2 separate regions of the Mus musculus genome follow, and region 1 is linked to region 2. Evidence: chromatin contacts called from public HiChIP or PLAC-seq data. All regions are on one chromosome and are shown on one strand. The core of a region is the stretch at or near the end of the contact, and the rest is flanking DNA. Distances in the headings are between cores, read along the strand shown.

Region 1 (2,779 bases), core at 204-2,703, 310 kb before region 2:
AAAAAAAAAAAAAAAGAAAAAGAAAAAAAGAAGGAAAGAAGGAAAGAAGGAAGGAAGGAAGGAAAGGAAGGAAGGAAGGAAGGAAGGAAGAGAGAGAGAGAGAGAAAGAAAGAAAGAAAGAAAGAAAGAAAGGAAGGAAGGAAGGAAGGAAGGAAGGAAGGAAGGAAGAAAGAGAGAGAGAGAAAGAAAAAGAAAGATCGATCCTGAAAATTCAGGGGAACTCCTAGGAAAAAAACAAAGTGGAGGAGCTCCAGGCCAGAGGGTTGAGGTGGGAGGGTGGGTACCACTGAGCAGGCTGGGTGTGAACTGGAGTGTGAAGCCCCTGAATGTATGACTGTAAGATACCTATGAGGTTTCCCTGGAGGCAGAGCCTCTGCCCGCACCCTGCCCAGGCCTTGGTGGGTACACAGACTGGGCATTGCCCTCTCAGGACTGAAAGACGGCTGGGGTGATTTCACCTCTCTTTAGAGCGGTGCTTCTCAACCTTGCTGATGCTGTGGCCCTTGAATACAGTTCCCTCACACTGTGGTGACCCCCACCCATAAAATTATTTCCACCGCTACTTCCTAACTGTAGTTTTGCTCCTGTTGTGAATGGTAGCGTAAATATTTTTGGAGACAGAGGTTTGCCAAAGGGGCCGTGACCCACAGGTTGAGAACCGCGGCTCTACAAAGCGAGTAGGTTCTAATCAAGTGCTCCATCTGTCTGTCCTGGGCTTGCTTCTGAGGTGAGATCGGCTCAGGCAAGACAGGACCTTCCTACACCATGGGAGAAACCAAACCCACGTAATCAGTAGTAGTTCTGAGTACTTGTGGGCGCCAGAAAACCACTCTGGGGAGGGGAAGAGGCCTCGGAGGGGATCTGCACAGGAAGTGAAGAACCACACAGGCAATTGACTGTCACACAGAAGCAGTCTGGGCGGTGGCACGTTAGGGAAGGGAGACAAAAGGGTCCCTGTGGCAGCACCACGAGGCGGTGCAGATCAGAAGTTAGATGAATTAATTAGAGGCCCCGGTTTCTCTCCCTACTCTCTCACCCCATGCAGACCCAAGACCAGAGACTGTGAGACCTGGGTAGACCAGTCCTGGGGCTCTCTGCTGCAGCTCTTCCAGAAGGGACTACAGATGACTGTCACAGGGCCCTCCTCCATGGCAGAGTACTTTCTTGAGGTCTTGAGGGCCAAGAACCTTTTTTTGGGGGGTGGGGGTGGGGCGGGTTAGAGTCAGGGTTTCTCTGTGTAGCCCTGGCTGTTCTGAAACTCACTCTGTAGTCCAGGCTGACCTGCCTCTGCCTCCCAAGTGCTGGTATTAAAGGCGTGCATACTACTGCTGGCTGCCAAGAATCTTTTATTTTTATTGCAGCATTAGATTTCTTGGCAAGACTCCTTTGTCAAACACCCTCCAGTGGCACAGGTAGCACATGACAGTGGGGTCCCTCTCTGTCCCATTCGATGCAGCATCTCCAGGTCTTAATAAGCACTAGTGGCTGGCAAGCCCCGGTGCAGGAGTTCTTACAGCAAAGGAAGAAGAGAGGTGTGGAAAGCAAGCATTCTGTCATCACTAATTCACTGGACTCTTTCTGGATGGCCGCCTGGGTTCCTCTATGCTCTGCACATATCTCGTAACTCCCAGGTTTTCTCTGCACAAGACTGTGGTGGTGGTGGTGGTGGTGTGTGAGTGGTGACTTCAAAGACCATGTGGCCCATCCAGGAAACGAGAGAGAGAGAGAGAGAGAGAGAGAGAGAGAGAGAGAGAGAGAGAGAGAGAGAGGGGGGGGGGGGGCACGATACTAGTGGCTTTAAGCAGTAAGTGCAGCAAGCCAGGCTTCACCCAGCAGCTGGGGACTCGAGGACAATGGGGGGGGCAACAGCTGGGGGCTCGAGGACAATGGGGGACAGCGACTGGGGGCTCAAGGACAATGGGGGACAGCAGCCAGGGGCTCAAGAACAATGGGGGGAGCAGCAGCTGGGGGCTCTAGGGCAATGGGGGGCAGCAGCTGGGGGCTCAAGGAGAATTGGGGGACAGGGGAAGGTTTTGTTTTGTTGTAGTATATTCAAAGAAGACTCCTTAACCTTCAGGAAAAAAAAATTAGTGGCGAGAATCTCAAAGATTTCTGTGACTTATTAAAGAAACAGGCAGCTGAAGTGCATTTTAAGACAAAAAAATAAGCAGATTTTACATCAAACATTTTGTATCAAACTCAGCTTTTATATCAAATATATCAAGTATATAATATATACATACATACATATGAAATCATGATTACATATATAATCATGAAAGGTATTAAATCAAGTTCCAACTCTTAAGTACTGCAGTGCATTTCACACGAAATAGGTAGCTCTAAAACTGTTGAAGCAAAAGCTGCATTTAGTCCATGACTGAGAGCTGGCCCTGGGCACACTGTACTTCCGAGGGCCTTCTCCGTCATGGCTGGACATGCAAAGGTGGGGTAAACTATTCCTAAGCGATCAGCAATGAAAAGATCACATTTATAAAACAGGCGTGGTCTCCAGTGCCAGCAAACCACGGGTGGTGGTACATGCCGGTAATCCCAGCACTCAGATGGTGGAGGCAGGAGGATCAAAGTTCAAGGTCAACCTTGGCTACATAAGTGAGTTGGAGGTCTGCCTGTGCTACATGAGACCCTGTCTTAAAGAGATGAAACCAAGAAACGAACAGAAACAATACAAGGTGTGTATATGCAAGCTTCTTTCTAGGTTGTTCATCTATGAAGCCAGATGTATCCTGGGGCTGGGATTATAACCGAATCATCCCCT
Region 2 (2,700 bases), core at 130-2,629:
AAATTGGAGCTACAGGCAGTTGTGAGATGCATAAACGTGGGTGCTGGGGATTGAACCCAGGTCCTGGCAGGAGCAGAGTATTCTTACTGCTAAGCCATCACTTTAGCTCCTAATGCAGACGTTATTTGTGTATAAGGTTATAAACACTTGGTAATATTTTTCAAAGACCCAGAAATATCAGCTCTGGTATATTTTCTGATTTCCATTTATTTGTCTGTTTTATTGATCAATTACTTATTTACTTACTTTTTTACTTAGTCCTGAGTAGGTTGAAGCAAATTTCAAGTTATTTAACTACCTGTGGCCTTTCCAAGGCTTTCTTGGACTTGAATTCTATTATTAAAAAATTTCTGTAGAAATGGCATTTGTACCTCTCAGGCTGGGGCAATGGATCAGCAAGTAAGTACACACATGCTGCACACATGAGCACCTGAATGTGGAATTCCAGTAGCCGTGCAAAGGGCCAGGCACGGCTGCACAACTGTGACCCAAGCATTGGGGGATGAAGACACATGGGTCCTGAGAGCTCTGTGAAAGTAAGATGGAGAAGACACCAAACATCGCACTCTGGTCTCCACACGTGCATGGGTAGGTACACATGCACATTTGCACGCATGAACAACACACACATGCACACACACGCACACACACACACACACACACACATGCGCACCTCTCTTCAGGCTTTCTTTGGGCCCTCTTAGCCTCTTACTGTGGCATATCAATATGCCTTCAGGCGCCCTTTCAGTTTTGCACTTGTGGAGACCATGACTTGAGTCCTTAATTGGAATGATCCTTGTGGTCCCTCACCAGTCCTTACAGAGTGCTGCCCTGTCTCGAATGCCAGCTACCAACCTTGACTCCCACTTCCTTCCTCATGGATCTTGAGCAACTCACCTAATTCTCTCAAAATCTTGGTTTCCGAATCTGTAAAGTGGAACTAATAACAACCTTCCTTAGCTATTTCACAACATTATTGCAAGGATCAAATAAGATCAGGGCCATAAAAGTGCTTAGTAAGCTATAAATCAATACACAAACATAAGGTGTTATTATTTCCCTTTTATTTGGCATTGTAAAGGACAATGTGTGTGTGTGGTTGAAGCACTAAGAATCACGTCTTAGACCATAAACATCCCAGGTCATAAAGTGCAGCCCTTTCCATAGGTGAAGCCTCACAGTTGCTCTGTGCTATTTCTGCTCACACCCACTGTGACCCGCTCTGTCTTTGAGGGATTCACATTTTCTCTTGTGTAGTATTTCTTTACCACTTCTCTTTTCCCTCCCACTCTTTTCTTAGAAACCTGCTCAGCGACCTGGTTGAAGAGCATAGAGGCTGTGGTTAGCAGGCAGGACAGATAGAAGCCAGGAAACAAGGACTCATGAGAGGTCCACCTAGTCTGTGTGACCACACCTGAAACCGGATGCTAGAAGTGCAGAGAACAGATTATCCCGTCTGCAGAAAGCTGGCTAGAACAGAGAATGTCGCAAGTGAAACAAGCCACATTGGGGAGGACAGATCTGTTCTCTCCTCTATGGGGAATCGAGGGTGTTCTGTTTGCAGTTTCATTGATTTCTGTAGAGGATATCTATCTGTGCATTCACGAAAGTCAGAGATCAATTCGTATGAGTCAGCTTTCTCCTTCCCCGATGTGGGTCCCAGGGATCAAACGTAGGTAGTCAGGCTTGGAAGGCAACTTGTGCCTTTTCCCCAGTGAGCCATCTCTGAGCTTTAAGCTGTTGTTTTAAAGAACTGAAAGGACAGATTTAGGAGGAAAGAGACCTTTCCTACTAAGGAAGGGAAGGGACACAGCCAAAAGCAGTGGGGGAGGGCTTAAAACTAAAGTACATGGCACACACGCATATGAAAATATAATAATGGCCTCCTTCCCCTTTTTACCATAAATATACACCAATTTTAAAAACTTGGCTACTAGAGTCATGTGGAGGGACCATTCCAAGAGACAGACTGGTTCCAGCACACTTAAGTGAAGCTTGCTGCAGCCTTACCTGTGAGCGTAGGTAAACAGGCTGGAGAACGGGAATCTTCAGTCTCACTCTTCACTGAAGCCCAACTGTTTCATCTCTTCAAGTGAAAGAAGCTACACTAAATGTAAATGAACTGGAGTTTTGGTTCTGCCTCTGCAATAAACAACCCCTGACTGAAGGGTTTGGGCCCTGGCTTTTACTTTCCTCTTTTCTGCCTAAGGAAATTGAAGGAGGTAGACTTTGGGACTCCAACAGCCTTCCTCAGCATGGTTTATGGAAGAAGAAAAAAACATTTCCTAGCTCTGCAACTTTGAGCAAACTCTATAAGTTCTGTGAACCTTGCTCTTCTTCTCTAGAACGTGGGGCAAGAATCCATCTTATAAGACTGTCTGGAGATTTATTGATGAATGCCACGTAAGAGCTCTTGGGACTTAGGTGATGTCTCCATGGGTATAACATTAACCTTTCAAGTGTCATTTCGAATCCCACTTAAAGCTGGGCACAGTAACACACACCTGTATTGCAGTTCAGAGGGAGCTGGAGACAGGAGAGTCCACAAAAGCTAGCCTGGTGCATAAAACAGTGATCCACAGAGAGACAACTGTCTCCAACACGGTGGGAGGCACGGGCCAACATCTACATCTGCCCTCTGACCTCCACACATGCATGCACTCATGCACATGTGTGCACACACGCTTGCACACACACACA

The links. HiChIP or PLAC-seq counts read pairs in DNA pulled down with a chosen protein or histone mark.
Region 1: a BATF HiChIP or PLAC-seq map of CD8 T cells shows a contact between it and region 2, with 7 read pairs. The contact joins two enhancer-like sites. A contact is called at or near these places in 3 of 15 datasets of contacts at CTCF or cohesin (the NIH/3T3 cell line, embryonic stem cells and large pre-B cells), 18 of 484 Hi-C or Micro-C datasets (Th1 cells, brown adipocytes, embryonic stem cells and 3 more), 12 of 115 datasets of contacts at active chromatin or transcription factors (the 230-238 cell line, CD8 T cells, the SCID.adh cell line and 6 more) and 1 of 9 other capture datasets (embryonic stem cells).

Annotation. Positions count from the first base shown.
Region 1 is chr3:131,206,770-131,209,548 of GRCm38.p6, reverse strand. The region is part of intron 11 of Lef1 (lymphoid enhancer binding factor 1); the gene reads right to left. Among named protein-coding and RNA genes, the nearest start is that of Hadh, 64 kb to the left of the region's middle. Within about 2 kb of position 1,453, at least 77 of the 459 cell types and tissues checked have an H3K27ac peak or open chromatin away from gene starts, as enhancers often do. A contact at or near this core is called in the 230-238 cell line, CD8 T cells, the SCID.adh cell line and 1 more, where this site is marked.
Region 2 is chr3:130,893,065-130,895,764 of GRCm38.p6, reverse strand. No RefSeq gene overlaps it. Among named protein-coding and RNA genes, the nearest start is that of Gm36520, 43 kb to the right of the region's middle. Within about 2 kb of position 1,379, at least 11 of the 459 cell types and tissues checked have an H3K27ac peak or open chromatin away from gene starts, as enhancers often do. A contact at or near this core is called in the 230-238 cell line, CD8 T cells, the SCID.adh cell line and 1 more, where this site is marked.